3 separate regions of the Mus musculus genome follow, and regions 1 and 3 are each linked to region 2. A link is a contact called in public HiChIP or PLAC-seq data. All regions are on one chromosome and are shown on one strand. Each heading gives the region's core, a stretch centred on a gene start, on an enhancer-like site or on the middle of the called end of the contact. The rest is flanking DNA. Distances are from core to core; before and after follow the strand shown.

Region 1 (2,851 bases), core at 285-2,784, 330 kb after region 2:
GCAACCACAGAAAACGGGATCAAAGCAGAACTGAAGCTAAAACCTGGGAGGAGAGGGGTGGGAGGGCCTGCTGTGGAGGAACAGGCTGACAAGGACAGAGAGGGGGAAAGAAACCCAGACTTCACTCCGTCACTCTGCTCAGCCACTAGTCCAAAGCAAACGAAAGGGAAGACGTGACTGCCGCTAAGTATGGTTGAGGAGAATCGTAGCTGAGAGAGAGAGCAGAGCCAGAGGTGGTTGGAAGAGTCCAGACTGAGCGCGGTCATGTAAGGAGGAGTGGAGGGGAGTGAGAGAGACGAGGAGAGAAGAGAGGGCAAGGGAGAGGACCAGGAGCCAAGACGATGACCGGATGGAGAGAGCACGTAACCATAATGGCAGAGTTTTATAGAAAAAGACATGCTAGAGGAAGGGGGACTTTAAGGTCGGGGGCTGGAGAGGAAGCCAGGACTCTGTAACAGCTACTCTGTAATGGAGAGCCTGGCAGCCAGTGTCAGCTTTGATATGTTGATAACCACCTCAGCTAGCCATTGGTCCTGGGTTTCTTTGAGACTTAACATGTTATTTATTTATTTATTTATTTATTTATTTATTTACTTATTCATTCATTCATATGGTGAAGAAAAATTGTATATTTAGAATTAGCCATCTGGTCTCAGTTTAGATGACCCCAGTCTTCCTGACAACATCCAGAGCATCATAATTGGGAGCCAAGCGGACCTACTACGTACACCTTCTTCTGTCCATCAGGCCTTACGGGGTATTGACTTTGGCCACATCAATGTCATAGAGTTTCTTCACGGCCTGTTTGGTCTGGTGCTTGTTGACCTTGACATCCACAGTGAACAAGAGCATGTCGTTGTCCTCTATCTTCTCGAGAGGCTAACCCGGTGGTTAGAGGGAATTTGATGACGGCATGGTTCTCAAGCTTGTGTCTCCTGGGTTCATTCCTTTGAGGGTATTTACGCTGCCTCCAGAGCTGCAGAGTCTTGGTCTGCCAAGAGGTGGGTGATATGCGGATCTTCTTTTTGCGGCTGTGACTGCCTTCTTAGGCAAATCAAGGCCTTTGCTTTGGCTTTGCAAGGGGCAAGAGCTTTCTTTTTTTTTTTTTAACCACCTTTGCCACCATCTTGGAGAAAAGCCCTGACACTTTTTAAAAGAGTGGTTGTCTAATGTTTGTGCAGGGAGTTGTCTTATTTCTCCCCGTTTCCAGAGCCAGCACTCAGCTCAAAGCCCTGAAAAGATTTGTACATGCTCAGCGAATGTACGAATGGGCAAAAGACTTTTGATTTTAAAAGTCTGTCTTATGGGAATCATTTGAACAACAAGAGCCTCTATCTCATTTAACAGAGGACTCGGTTTTCAGAGCTGCTTCAGACACAGCATCTTAAGGGCGTGCTGTCTGATAGAGGAAAAGCCGGTCTACATGAACATGCTTTTTTTTTTAAATTTCACAGTGTCTGAGTCACCTCACACCTCAGTCTCATCTGATAATGGTCTTGTCAGATCTGCCCTTTGGCGGGGGATTCCCCTGGGCTATCACCTCTTGCTTGCCATGTGTTGCCAGGCACCAGAATATAAGCACAGGTGTACGGAGGAAGTAGGGGGCAGGGTGGGTCAAACAGTGGAACCTCTTGACAGTGGGTATTCGTTGGGATATCATACACATTTTACCTTGGATGGTTGTTTTTATGCCGACAAGAAAGTGAAGCCAGTCAGTAATAGAAGCGGTGGCTACCAAGGGAGATTCGTGTAGGAAGGAATTTGTTTTCCTGAGTGGTTACTGTTGAATACATTGCTTCAGTTCTATTCATCTTTTCATAGTGTAATCTCTCCCAGCAGCAAGATGTGACAAACAGCTCAGCTACACCGAAGCCTCCCTGTGAAAAGATTGTCTTGGGCGAAATAACAGCACATAGCTAGTGTTCTCCCTAGGAAGAGGGCAAAAGCTGTAAGGCCCAATTCATTTTGGAAATTGCTAAATAAAAGGCGAAGGGAATCAGCATTAGATACTGCCTATAACTGATCATAAGAGAGAAATCAAAAGCCTTGGCATCTTTGAGCAGACAGCCACTAACTGAGGTGTGCTTGGGAAGTCCCCTGCAGGAAGTTCACCAGCTACACAGTGCTTTCTCTAAGAAGCTGTGTGAGCCTTGTAGGTCTTGTGGTTTTCATGGGCTATGGTCTCTCTGCTAAGCCCTCCTCCCTCCTTTCTCTCCCATCTCCTCTTTTCCTCCCTCACTCTTTCTTTCCCTTAGTATAGGAACCCTTTCTTCAACTAACATCCTTTGAGAAAGGCAAAGGGATGTATACGAAGAATGGCCAGGAGAACGAGGTCAGAAGTCATCGTTACCAACCGCTTCTGTGGAATGTCTTGGGAATCCTGGAGCTCTAGTCGAAGACCTCTCTATCAAGAGTTTGTGATCTGCAGACTCTGAGAGAGTTCCATTTCTTGCTTTACCAGCCAAAAAGGAGCCGTTTCCGGCAAGGAAGACCAAGATTTGAGTTTCCAAGCGCCTGTGTGTTGCTATCACAAAGAACACAATCTTCCGTCTTCAGAGCTGCTCTTTGAGATTCTGCAGATATGACTCGCGATTCCCAACTGCAGAGCGAATCACCAGACCTTCAAGACCAGCTTCAATGGTTAGCACTCCTATAAGATACCCCACAACAGCAACAAGCTCTCAGATCAAAAGAGGGGAGAGATTTTTCTTTTCAGCTCACTTGATAGGTTTTGAGGCCCAGATTGGTTAGTGCCTTCTACCAGTAACACAAAATTCCAGCTAAGCAGCCTGCCACCTGAAAACCGTTGTGATTCCTTCAGTCCCTAGAAGCCAGGCAGCTTTCTCTGGGC
Region 2 (2,700 bases), core at 52-2,551:
GGGAGGCTGACTCAACGGATCACTTTACATTTTAATAGAAGGCGCTGCAGACCTGTACTGAGCGCTGGGCTCAACTGGGGCTCACTTCTCCTCCCCAGACCGACCCCATCGGGTGGGAGGGGAGTTCCCAGAATCTGGCAGAAATTATTCTGTCTCAAAAAAAGAACCGAGTCAAAAAAAACTCACAACAGAATCAAAGATTAAGAAAAGACAACAGAGAGTCAAATGTGGAAAAGGGGCACTGTAATTCTAATTCTGCCTAATTTTAGCTTCATCATGATTGTCAGCCCTAAGATAGAAGAGAGAAACTAAACTCAGTTCTAAGAGGGCTTTAGATGTGTCGGGGAGCCAGATATTGGAGAAGAGGAGAGAAAATAAAGGGGAGGGACCAGGACAGCGTCGAGAGCAGAACACTCATATGCTATAATTAAAAATAATTTTGTTTTTATTGAGTCTGTTTCAAGTGATTTGCTATGGTAATTAACAAAAGTTTAGGCATCAGGCAAGTGACAATACTAGACTGAAGTTTGCATGCGGATTTCAGAGGCAGTATTAGCAATGTCACTGTGGCTAGCACAGGTTAGTATCGCCTACATGTGCTACTACGTGAAACTTCCCAAAGGGAGATCCGACTGGCTATGATTAGGATGCCCGAGACTGCATCACTGAAGCTAAGCCCTGCTTTGTGTGCAGGTCCACCTCCAGACACACAGTCAGGGGAAAGGTCTGCCTTACACAAAGAGCATCTGCGGCTAGGTGACTCTTCACTCTTATGATTGCTGCTGATGCTCTCCCAGGCTCCCAAGAGGGCACATAGCTTACAGGGCGAAACAAAGCAGAGTCACAGTTGCAAAGGCTGCAGAAATACAGGTTCTTCACATCTTTGTTCTGATGTAACTGATAAATACTATTAGTGTGTATGGCGTGTGAGCATGCGTGTAAGCATGTGGGAGTCAATGGACAACCTTCATGTGAGCATGCGTGTGAGCATGTGGAAGCCAATGGACAACCTTCGAGAATCAGTTCCCTCTTTCCTTTGTGGGATCACGAGTTTAATGGGTCCTCAGGTTTGCAAGGCAAGTTCATTTCCTGCTGAACCACCCCTTTGGCCCACGAGGAGGTTCTGAACAAATGAGAACTTGTCCCCACCCCCACCCCCCACCCCCAACCCATTGGGTCCTGTGGATCCGTGTTGTTCTGAAACATCTTCTCTGCAGGAATGCAAGCAGGATGGAAGAGGCTCAGACTGCACCTGACTCCCCTGGTAACTAAGGAAATAAAAGCACAGCATACCAAACCAGGCAGCAGCGAATCAAAGCTCAGGTATTCTGAGAAAGGCTTGTGGATTTCTACAGATGTCTGCCTCCCTTACTTCCTTTCTCTGTTCTACTTAAAAGTGATTAAACTCCCAAGGTGAGGATGGGCCAGCAGTTTGTTAATCTCACATTCAGTAATACAAGGACTTGGACCATCTGCCGCCGTACTGGAGGCCAACCGAGGAGGGAGGAGATTAGCAGAGGCGAAAGTCTCTCCAAAGAGCACGGGAAAAGCAGAGGTCAGCAAAGCGGGGGTGGGGAAACCGTGGGCGTGGAGCGTTCCGTGGCAGCATCTTCGAGTAGGGATTACCAAATGTGACACAGATGCTTCACCACCCAGAGCATGCTATTGGAATAAAGCTGCCGTGCCGCAGAACTCACACGTTTCTGCCTTACAGAGTGTCTTCTGGGTAACGCAAACTGTATCAAAGAAAGGACCCTTTAGAAATATTTATGTTTACGTGTGTTTGCTTACATGAATTTATGTGCACCTTGCTCACGGGGGTAACGTTTGATGCCCCTGGAACTGCAGTTACAACCAGTTATGAGCACCTGAGGTGGGTCCTGGGAATCAAACCCAAGATCCTCTGCGAGAGCAGTGACTGCTCTTAGCCAGTGAGCCATCTTCCTAGCCCTATTCTCTTACCCTTTACAAAAAGTCAAAATTTGCTCTGTTCCAGGGGTAGAAAATACTCTTTTTCCTGAACGGTCAGGAATGAGTAACTCAAAACTGTTTGGGTGGGCTGGCAGTAAGAGGCGGCTTAGTTTCCTGAGTCCACACAGCACCCACTTGCCGGTTCTCCTTCCTTCCCTACACAGACGGTTACCATTTGATTCCTGCTTGTCTAATTCTTAGATGACAGATGCTGGCACATTAATTGGCTTCTGTAACACTTGTTCTCTCTAACAATAGAGTATTTAGGATGCTACTTACTTTTGTAGTAAGTGCTCAAATAAACACTAATTTTTTCTTTGTGGTACTGGGATCCGATGCTAGGCAACTGCCCCATCACTGAGCTACATCTTCCGTCCCAAACTATCATCATGAGAAACAATTATTTGCACAGTGCATACGTTTGTAATTCTGTACACACGGAGGACTTCTCATATGGAGGTCGATGGAGATCATATGAAGAACAAAAGGCATTTGTTTCATTTGCTTGCATTTTTCGCTTTAACGTGGGTAAAAGCCAATTTGCTTAAGGCTGCAAGGATGGCACAAAGTGTGGGCTCCCATGCTTCTTGGCAGCTGTGGCCATGACATCACTATAGCCTGCCTTCCACAGCGTCCCCCTGGGACCATGAAGGTCACAGAAGGCAATGGATCTAAGAGTGAGCACTCTGAATGAACCACTCAGGAACCACACTCATCACGGATTGGCTA
Region 3 (2,708 bases), core at 42-2,541, 420 kb after region 2:
AGTGTAGGTGACCACGGTGTTTTAAGACATCCTGAAGGTTGGAGGTGGGTGGGGGCAGAGCAACTAAAATAGCCCACATACTCACACAGCTAGCCCGCGTTCCACCTCCCACACAGACTCGTTTTCTTTTATTCTTATTTGAAATGGTTCCAGAAAGGCACGAATTCGGAGGTGAGTAGTCTCTTTAGTTTAGCCTGTATTTAGTTCTGCGGTGAGCTTATGGATTTTTTGGGGGGGTTTTGGTTGTTGTGGATTCGCAGACTTTTAGGATTACATGGGGCTAGGCTCTCTGATCGATCCCTCAGGTTTTGCCTGTTTTTCAGGACTGCTGCCAGGGGATTGTGGCCTCCAGCAGGCAGGGGAGCCAGGGAACCCCACATTCTGTGGATGCGCTGGGCTCGCCCTTCCTTGTTCCTATACGGACTCTCCCTGTGTCTGTAGTCATGTGCCCATCAGTCAGTAAACTGCAGCTCGGTGCAGATTGGTCCATTTCCTATTGCTGCTCTAAGGAGTTCTGACTCTATGGCTCTAGGCACAACACAATCTACTCTCTTAGAACCCTAGAAGTTAGAAGTCCAGGACGTGTCATGGACGACATCAGTCTGTAAGAGAGGGTGCACTCCTCCGAGGAGCTCTGGGGAGGACGTTGCTTGCTTCTCTAGCGTCCCACCCGTATGCCCGAGCTTTGGCCTGCTTGTTTCTCTAGCGTCCCACCCGTATGCCTGAGCTTTGGCCTGATTTTGCTTCTGCCCATGCTCCTGCCTCCCTCTGGGATCACTGAGGCCCTTAGACAACCCACAGAGTTTCCCGTTCTCAGGATCCTAACTTAAGCACACTGGCAAAATCTCATTCTTTTTTTAAAGGTTTATTTGTTGCTGTTTGTTTGTTTGTTTGTTTATATGAGTACACTGTAGCTGTCTTCAGACACACCAGAAGACGGCATCGGATCTCATTACAGATGGTGTGAGCCACCATGTAATGGTTGGAAATTGAACTCAGGACCTCTGGAAGAGCAGTCAGTGCTCTTAACCGCTGAGCCATCTCTCCAGTGCCCAAACCTGAATCCTTTAATGATAATACATTTCTCTGTTGGCAGCTGAGCACACACTTAAAATGTGCACGCACATGCGTGCACATACACACATACACTGAGATGTGCACCCCCACCTCCACACACCTTCACATGTGCACACATACACACATCCTTCTACACGCATGCATACACTTACACCGCCCCCAGCCACACCCAATCACACACACTCCAACAATCTGTAGTCTCAGAAAGTCAGTGACCATGAGCTATGATGACCACTAGATGGCAGTCTAGAAGCCACTTTCAAAATTGCTTACCTGTTCAGAGACAAATTGGGAGTGACGTTTTAAATAAGAAAAGGAAAAAGAAAGCTAAAAGTGAAGAAATGAATGGAAAAAAGAAAAAGGACAAGAAAGGAGACTGGAAATGTATCACAGTTGGTACAGTACTTCCCTAGTGTGCTCCAGCCCTGGTTTGATGCCTAGGACCATGTAAACCAGGTTATTGCTGTAATCCCAGCATTAAGGGGGTGGAGGCAAGAGATCGGGAGCTGGGAAGGGAAGGGAAGGGGGAAGGGGAAAGTGGGAAGGGGGAAGGGGAGAGAGGAGGGGGAAGGGGGAAGGGGGAGGGGAGAAGGAAGATCAATCTACTCTTGCCAAAGTTATGCATTTCCAGGGAATAAAATAAGCTTGCAAGTACCCCAGATCAGTATTTAACCAGGAAAGACGGACTCTCAAAGGGAAGGGTTTCCTCTAACCCCTACCCACAGTGCTCTCATCTTGTTCTGACACAGACTGGTAGAAGCAAGTCATGAGCACGCACGTGGGTACCGAACCCAGATGAAGATGTGCAGTTCTGGGCTACATTTCCACGAGTGGGACTAACGTCAGCAGGCTTATGCTATCTGAGCTTCCAAAGGATTCTAGGATCTAAGCAAGCAGGGCTCAACCCAGAGGCACTGAGGAGGAGGGCCACTCCCCTGATGAGAACCAGAGTTGTCAGAACTGAGTGCAGAGATCAGATTTTCCCAGCCCTTTCTCTTTATCTGGAGCACAGTACCCCGTCCACCCCCACCCCAACCCCACCCTGAGCACACACACACCTTCACTTGGGATCAGAGCCCAACCATTACTGAATTCCTTGGTCTTCAGGCTGGCCCCATCTGACCCAGTGTCCCCTGGACTGGAACTTATAGAAGACTCCTGTTTGGTGGACGTGGCTAGGCATACCTGCATTTGGACTTCATCAAAGCATTCTGAACTAGAACTTAGGATCGGTAGGCACAAGGGACAGGATTCTGTCACAGGGTCCTGTGTTTTATATATGTATGCATTGAGACAACAACAGTTTTCACTCAGGCAGACTCGGTTTAAAATTCAAGTGCTTGGAACAAGCGCTAGTTGTTATTGAGTGAATGAGGTAATCTTCATAGAGAGTTCGGCACAGCACTTACTGTTTATGTAGTACGTACTAATACTTATAATACTAATAATTATAACTCTGCTTGGGGCATACGTTCCCAGAGTAGCTTGCTCAATTACCCTCAGAGATGTTCTCCTCTGGAACAAGGTTCTTAGGATCCAGTTGGGGGAAATTTTTGCTCCTAGAGAGAGAGAGAAATGGCTCATTGCTGAAGAATGCTTGCTATTCTTCCGGGGAATCCCATTTTTCCGAG

What was found. HiChIP or PLAC-seq counts read pairs in DNA pulled down with a chosen protein or histone mark.
Region 1: an H3K27ac HiChIP or PLAC-seq map of thymic regulatory T cells shows a contact between it and region 2, with 4 times the contacts expected there. The contact joins two enhancer-like sites. A contact is called at or near these places in 5 of 115 datasets of contacts at active chromatin or transcription factors (embryonic stem cells, forebrain, memory CD8 T cells and 2 more).
Region 3: a contact with region 2 is called in an H3K27ac HiChIP or PLAC-seq map of thymic regulatory T cells, with 5 times the contacts expected there. The contact joins two enhancer-like sites. A contact is called at or near these places in 2 of 15 datasets of contacts at CTCF or cohesin (large pre-B cells and pro-B cells), 4 of 484 Hi-C or Micro-C datasets (bone marrow-derived macrophages, embryonic fibroblasts, mammary gland and 1 more), 12 of 115 datasets of contacts at active chromatin or transcription factors (VIP interneurons, differentiating embryonic stem cells, embryonic basal ganglia and 9 more) and 1 of 9 other capture datasets (embryonic stem cells).

What each region holds. Positions count from the first base shown.
Region 1 is chr4:32,148,029-32,150,879 of GRCm38.p6, reverse strand. No RefSeq gene overlaps it. Among named protein-coding and RNA genes, the nearest start is that of Gm52717, 11 kb to the left of the region's middle. Within about 2 kb of position 1,534, at least 37 of the 459 cell types and tissues checked have an H3K27ac peak or open chromatin away from gene starts, as enhancers often do. A contact at or near this core is called in thymic regulatory T cells, where this site is marked.
Region 2 is chr4:32,480,407-32,483,106 of GRCm38.p6, reverse strand. All of the region lies in intron 1 of Bach2 (BTB and CNC homology, basic leucine zipper transcription factor 2), which reads right to left. Among named protein-coding and RNA genes, the nearest start is that of Bach2, 64 kb to the right of the region's middle. Within about 2 kb of position 1,301, at least 47 of the 459 cell types and tissues checked have an H3K27ac peak or open chromatin away from gene starts, as enhancers often do. A contact at or near this core is called in thymic regulatory T cells, where this site is marked.
Region 3 is chr4:32,055,859-32,058,566 of GRCm38.p6, reverse strand. No RefSeq gene overlaps it. Among named protein-coding and RNA genes, the nearest start is that of Map3k7, 93 kb to the right of the region's middle. Within about 2 kb of position 1,291, at least 18 of the 459 cell types and tissues checked have an H3K27ac peak or open chromatin away from gene starts, as enhancers often do. A contact at or near this core is called in thymic regulatory T cells, where this site is marked.